Linked DNA regions of Sus scrofa: region 1 is linked to region 2. Evidence: chromatin contacts called from public Hi-C data. All regions are on one chromosome and are shown on one strand. Each heading gives the region's core, a stretch centred on a gene start, on an enhancer-like site or on the middle of the called end of the contact. The rest is flanking DNA. Distances are from core to core; before and after follow the strand shown.

The links. A called contact is a pair of places that touch in the nucleus more often than the background predicts.
Region 1: a Hi-C map of skeletal muscle shows a contact between it and region 2, with 3 times the contacts expected there. The contact joins the promoter of JUNB here to the enhancer-like site in region 2. A contact is called at or near these places in 6 of 47 Hi-C or Micro-C datasets (embryonic fibroblasts, heart right ventricle, liver and 3 more) and 1 of 2 datasets of contacts at active chromatin or transcription factors (alveolar macrophages).

The regions. Positions count from the first base shown.
Region 1 is chr2:66,217,632-66,221,241 of Sscrofa11.1, forward strand. JUNB (transcription factor jun-B) reads right to left here and starts at 1,804. Exons shown (of 1, transcript XM_005674483.3): 1 at 1-1,804.
Region 2 is chr2:65,297,516-65,300,838 of Sscrofa11.1, forward strand. No RefSeq gene overlaps it. Among named protein-coding and RNA genes, the nearest start is that of MIR23A, 8.9 kb to the right of the region's middle. Within about 2 kb of position 1,971, at least 66 of the 83 cell types and tissues checked have an H3K27ac peak or open chromatin away from gene starts, as enhancers often do. A contact at or near this core is called in alveolar macrophages, embryonic fibroblasts, liver and 3 more, where this site is marked.

The DNA of each region.
Region 1 (3,610 bases), core at 554-3,053, 920 kb after region 2:
GCCGCGTCCTGCCAGGCCCTGCCCAGCCCGACCCAGCCTGGCAGGTCCGCGCCTGCCCGCGGGCCTGGGTCGGACTTCGCCCCCGGCCCGATGGGCGCAGAAGGGGCGCGCCAATGCCTCTGGGCGACCCCGGCGCCTGGGCGGGCGGGCACGACGGCCTCCTACCTCATGCTGGGTGCCCTTACTTTCTGCCAGGAGATCTGGGGTCCTTCCCCAAATACATCCCTAGGGGCTGGGGTGCTTCCTCCTTCACTCACGTGGGTGAGAGGCCCTACTCCTATTTTAGTGTGAGGGTCTCCTCACCATCCAGAATACCCAAAGGGGGATCCACACTCCCTCATCTGAGGGCTCCCTTCCCCTGCTGACAGAGAGGACCTGAAAATCCATGAGTCGAATCTGAGGGAACCTCTCCAGAGCCTCTTCCCCAAAATGGGTGAAGGTTTAGATGCTGAGGCTTTAGTTATACTTAAGGTGGGACTTCCAGGAGGTAGGCTATGAGCCACTAGAACCAGAGATGAGCCTCTCAGTATCTGTCTCCTCTCTGTCTTGAAAGAGACATGTCTATCTTTTGGAAACATGGAAGTTTCTTTAGGGTAGACTTAGGCTGAGGGAGAGGAGATAGCCAGCCTTTGTAGGGCAGACACAGCTCACCAAGTGTGGAGGAGAGAAGGAAAACGAAAGAGGCGAAAGAGAAACTGAGCTATGTGGGGGCAGGGGGAAGTCCAGCAGAGCCGGTGGTGGTGTTGGGGAGGAAGGTCCCATGAGAAGCTGGGGGTGTCCCCATCTTTGGAGGGTCCTTGTGACCTCTGGGTACCCCCTCCCCTCCTCCTTTGCTTGAACTGCTCCCCTCCCCCTCCCCAGGCTCAAGGGAGATTCCAGTGGCCGCTGAGTCTGGCAGGCATGCTGCCAGGCCTGTGTCTCCCGCCCATGCTAATAACTGCAGCTGACATCTGGCTGGGCCCTGCGGGGGCGCAACGGGGTAGTGTTGGGGGGCTGGGCAGGTCTGGTTGGAGGGCAGCATCTCAGGAGGCTAACCTGCAGGTCCCACAGGCTAGGAGTACACAGTGAGTCATCCCTGACCAGTGCTGAAGCTGGCTGTGCCAGGGGAGCCTTGGAGAGAGGCAAGACTGGCCCATGAGCGTAGAGATGGAGGGCAAGGCCTGAGCAAGGAAAAGTGGATGTATGGGGGTGGGGGTCAGGGCAGGGAGAGATGCAAGATTAGAGTCATGCAAACTCAGAGACTCTTGAGACAGGCCAACAGACTGAGAAATAATAATTATTATTTTAATAGCTAACACTTATATGGCTCTTACCATGGGCCAGGCACTCTTCTAAGTGGTTTACATGGAATAACTCATTGCCTGTTTCCAACAATCCAGCGAAATGCATGCTCTTTGTATCCCCATTTAACAGACTAAAAAACTTAGGAACAGAAAGGTAAGGAACTTTGCCCCATGTCACATAGCTATAAGCACTGGAATTGATCTAGAACTTGAGATGTCTGACTCCAGAATTTCAGCTCTTTTTGTGTGGATAATCACAACTAGAGAGGCATTTATGCAGTGCCAGCTGTTTGTCAAGTTCTGCAGGCCCTTTCAAGAAGAGTCTCCTGGAATTCCTATAGAGACTTAGCAGAAAAGAACCCGACTAGTATCCATGAGGATGTCCAGAGTTGCCCTGTGCTGTAGCGTAGGTCGCAGAAGTGGCTCGGAGCCGGCATCGCTGTGACTGTGGTGTAGGCCGGCCGGCAGTTGTAGCTCTGATTCGACCCCTAGCCTGGGAACGTCCATATGCCACACCTGGGTCCCGAAAAAGAAAGAGAAAAAAAAAAGGTCTCCTTTATCCTTTAGACAAACAGGGTTGGGCACAGGGCAGAGGGGTGCTAGTGTGTTTGGGGGCAGGCCGGCATGTTGGAGTGGGGTCGGGTCACTCTCTGCACTCTGCACGGGTGTTTGAGCAGGGGGTGGGGATGGGCCAGTGAGGGAGGGCGGGGGCCCAGCTGAGCTGGTACAGCCGGTTCCAGGCCCCTGCCAGTCTCACCCTTGTGGCCTGGGCACCACCCCCTCACGCCGTCCCACTGGCGCCAAGGCTGGCCCAGAGAGGAGAGCCCCCTCCTCCATCAGCCCTGGGTGCCCAGACTAGCAGCTGGGGACTGCCCAGGCCCTGGGTTCCAGACCAGCATCTGCCCAAGGAGTCTGTGTCCAGGCTTCCCTCATGCCCAGGGCCCGGGGGCCTAGGGGACTGGATAAGGAGGAAGTTCTCCCACCCCCACCCACAGGTCTCTCTGGGGCTTTTGGCCTTGGCAGGAGGGACTTCTCCTTCTTATAAATAGCCTGGTGACACCCCCCCACCCCCCCCCCCACACACACAGCCGGCTCCACTGGCTGGCAGGGCCCTTAATAGAAAACTGGGCTGGGGGCTGCTGGTGAGTCAGCCAGTGGGCAGGCCAGGGCGAGAACCCGCAAGTCACAGCACCCAGACTCCCTCGTCCCTGCCCCTGGGTGTGGACAGGCAGCTGGCAGGAAAAGGCTGAGAATCACGGAGGCCCTCCCCCCAGGAACCCTGGCTTGCCAGCAGCTTCCCTACCCAATCTCTGTGGTTTGGGGGGTCCCTCACCCCTCTCCTGGAGAGGAAGCTGCTCAGTTTTCTTGGAAGCAGGAAGGAGAGGAGAGTTTGTCTCCTCAGGCTGACTCAGCTGGGCACGAGGGGAGTTTCCCACAAAGCTGTTTCTGTCACCCCCCCTCCATGCTGCTGGTGAAGTCTTGGGGGGCCTGAGCCTGGCTGAGATCCTGGGTACCTCATTTTCAGGGGATGTGCTGAGAAAATAGGCCCACACCCTATGAAAGCCTGAGGCTGTTGAACTGGGCCTCCTAGGGGAAGTGACAAACAGTGTGGGGGGTGACAATGTTGGAGAGAGGAAGCACCAGGATTTCTGGGTGGGGTTAGAGATATGGGCTGGGAAGCCCAGAGCCTCACAGCACCTAAGCAAGGTCCAAGGGCGCATGTGTGTCTGGTTGGCTGTGGGTTTGTGTGTGGCTGGCCTGTCAGGGCCTGTGATAGTGTGTGTGAGGCATCTTCTCAGGGTATGTGTCTGTTTGTTGGCCCAGCCCCACAGGGGTGTGTAGGGCCTGTCTGGTTTGGGTGGGGGTGAGGGGGGGAAGGTGTGTGTGTTTGTGTGTGTGTATGATCTATGGAATAGGTTGCATGTGGCTGGCCTAGATGCACAAGTATAGGTTGTTTTGGAGTTCATATGGCTAACCTGTTTGTGTCTGGTGTGTGTCTGTGTATGTGAGGTTTAGGGCTTGCCTGTTTGAGGTGTGTGTGTGAGTGTGGGGTCTGTGGCTGGCCCATGTGTGTCTGTGGGCTCTGTGGCTGGGGTGTGTGTGTGTGGTGTACACACATGCATGCATGCCAGCAGGTTCTGTTAGGGTGTCTCTGTCCAATGTGTTTATGAATGTCCGACTGTGGCCTGTCCATGCTTCTCTGTGCTGGGTGTGACTGTCTGGCTAGACCATGTCTGTGAATATGTCTGTTTGCTTACATCTGCCTGATCTGCCAAAGGGTCTGATGTGTGTGTTATCGGTGAGGTAGTGTGTATTCGTAAGGCTGA
Region 2 (3,323 bases), core at 721-3,220:
AGGTGCGAACTTGAACAGCAGGGCCTTGTGGGTGACAAGGAAGCTCATGGAGGAACTTTACTCCGTGGATGGTGGAAGGGAGATGTGATTGGATTTAATGGATTTCCATCTGGAGAATGGATGGAAAGAGTAAGGCCGGAAGCTAGGCGATCAGGGAGACCAGACTGTTGGAGTGTTTTCAGGCTAGAAATGATGGTGGTTCAGAAATACAGTTAGTTGCCAGATTTAGCAAATAAAAATACAGGAGACCCAGTTAAATTTGATTTTCAGATCTAGAGCAAGTTAAAAAAATTTTCTTTTCCTTTAGTAAAATTATGTCCCAAATATTGCTTGGGACATACTGATACTAAATGATTCATTGTTTATCTGAAAATCAAATTTAACTGAGTGTTCTGTATTTTTTTTTTTTTCTTGCTTTTTAGGGCCGCACCCGCTGTATATGGAGGTTCCCAGGCTAGGAGTCTAATTGGAGCTACAGCTGCCAGCCACAGCCACAGCAACACAGGATCCGAGCTGTGTCTGTGACTCACACCACAGCTCACCACAACGCACGTGGGATCCACGGAGCTGAGTGAGGCCAAGGATCAAACCTTCAACCTCATGGTTCCTAGTCCTATTCATTTCAGCTGGCCATGAGGGCTACTCGGAATGTTCTGTATTTTTAACTGGCAGTACTTGAGGGTCTCCAGGATGTGTGTGTGGGGGGGGGGCTTGGGATGGGAAAATGATAATAGATAAAATGATGGAGCAAACATACTTTGAAGTGGCTACTACTATTATCTCTATTCTACAGATAGGTAAACTGAGACCCAGAGAGGGTTTTTTTGGTTTTGCTTTGTTTTGGTGTCTTGTTTATAGTTAGTGAGTGACAAACCCCCATTGGAACCTAGGCATGTTGGTTACAGTTCACTAGACATTAGAGCTGGCACCCCACTCCCTCCACGGCGGAACTTGGACGCCAGGGTTCCCTTGGTTTCTGGTGGCCCAGGTAAAGCCCTTCCTAATGCAGTAGATTCCCCAGCATCCCCCCTTGCAGCCTGGGATCTGTACCACCCCACTTGCGCCCCTCCTCCCAGGACACCGAGGCAGTGGGCGGGACGGGAGTCTGCCTGGGGGGGGGGCGGCGGCGGGAGGGGGTGCTCCTCTCCCAGGAGGCGGCTCGACCTCTCCCTCCTCCAAGCCGGGAGGATCCGCCGTCTGCTCCCGCCGGCAGGGGGAGGGGGAGGGTTATTTTTACCTCCCTCCAGGCAGCCGGGGCGACAGGAAGTGAGTGCGCGGCCCGCCAGATGTGGGGAGCCAGGCAGCTGGGAGCAGCCACAGCTGGACTGGCGGCCGGCCGGGGGCGGGGCGGGGGAGGCAGGGTGTGCAGAAGGAGGATCCCAGGCCTCAGGTCCCCCCTTTGTTCTCCGCCAACCCAGCCTCCCTTCTGAGGTCCCCCTCACCCCCATGGCTCCCCCAATCTCGGCGGTGGCCTCGCTGTCCCCCATCTGCGCACCAGGTCCCCTGTTGCTCACGAGCTCTCGGGGCCGGGCGTGGAGGGGACCAAGTTCCTCGCCCTGGGGACCCCCGGGTCCCAGCAGACTGAGGGGTGGGAGGGGGAGACTGCCCCTCGCCGGCCCCGCCTGCCACCGCCATTGTTTACCCGTCGGCTGCCTCCTAGGAAACTTAACCCGCCCGCGGTAATTTTATTTGGGAACTTCGGCCAGTTGCCATAGCAACCCCCAGTGACGTCAGAGGGGCTGGGGCCCGAAATCCCCGAGAAAAGGGGGAGATGGGATTGGGGGGAGACCCCCAGGAGGGCCCCTCCTTAACCCTGCGCCTGCCGGGTCCCGATCAGAGGGGAGAGGGCAGCCAGATGTGACACCTCTTGGGCGCCCCCATTCTGGCCCAGTGCCAAGTGAGGGTGGCCGGCCAGGCTCTGATGTCATCCGGTTCTGGGTGGGTGGTGAGTCAGTCCCCAGGTGGGGGCTGGGCCAGGCCTGGGGGCTATTCCTATCTGACTCACCCCACCAGTGCCCAGGAGCAACACCTGGACAGACCCTGCCCTGGGGATTTCAGGCACCTGACTGGGGGTCCCCACTGATCCCCTAGAACCTCTAGGTCCTTCTGAACGGTAGGTGGGTAGGCAAGGGCTTTCCTGGTGCTCCCAGCCCCAGTTTGGGGCAGTGAAATGAAAGAGTTAGTGGCAGTGAACTGGGGCTACCGCATAATGTCCTTTGCGGGATGTGGGGAGTGGCTGGTGCCCTCCCGAGGAGGCAGGTGGTGGGATCTCTGCTCAGTCCATAACACAGCATGTCACCAGGGTGATGGGAGGCAGGGGCCCTGACTGGCAAGGAAGAGCACAGCGCCAGCCGGGGGCTGGGCTGGGAGGAGCCACCCTAACCACAGTGACGTGGGACTTCCTCGGCAGGGCCTGTTTGATGTCTCTGTGTGCAGTGTTGCCATGGGGCCCGGCGGGCGCCCGGCCTATGAGCCCTGGTGACCTACAGGGCAACTGGGTCTGTCAGGGTCCCTTAACCTAGCTTCCCCACCCCAGGTCTGTGTGGTGATAAACCTGCTGTACCCACATGTACATGCTTATCCAGCCTCTACTCGGCCTCAGGCCCTGGGCCAGGACATTGCACATCTCATCTCAGAATCTCGTAATAGCTACACAAGGCACATTTTCAGGTCCATTTTACAGAGAAAGAAACCGAAGCTCAGAGGGGTGTGACCATTTAGCCAAAGACATCCAGCAAGAAGTTGGGGAGCAAAAATTTGAAACTCGGTTCTTCCATGCTGCTCCTTCCCCCCTCCATCGTATTGGTCTCCTTGATGCTTCTCAGATATTCCAGAAATGTCCTGCCTCAGGGCCTTTGCACTGGCCGTTCCCTCTCCACCTGGAACTCCTTCCTCCAGAAGAAGATGTGGCTTGGTTTCTCCTTCATCTCCTATAAGTCTATGTTCAAATGTCACCCCTTCCTCAGGGTAGCCTTTCTTGACCTGGCCCCTACCCCATTACCCCTCATCTCCTTGGCCTCTTTCTATTCTATTCCCACAACACGTACCACTCAACAAGCTCTATAGGCTATATATCTTTATAGCTGTTTACTGTGTGTATTTCCCCCATTGATGTGGGCCCCATGAGGGCTTTTTTTTTTCTGGCTTGTTCTCTGCTGCATCTCCAGTGTCCAGAACAGCACCTGGCACACAGCAGGCACTCGATGAACATTTGAAGAATGAACAAATGGGTGTGTGTGTGTGTGTGTGTGTGTGTGTGTGTGTATGGCCTGTGCCACTTGACCGCTTGGCCTGGCTTCACCCTGGCCCTGTCTTCTCACCCC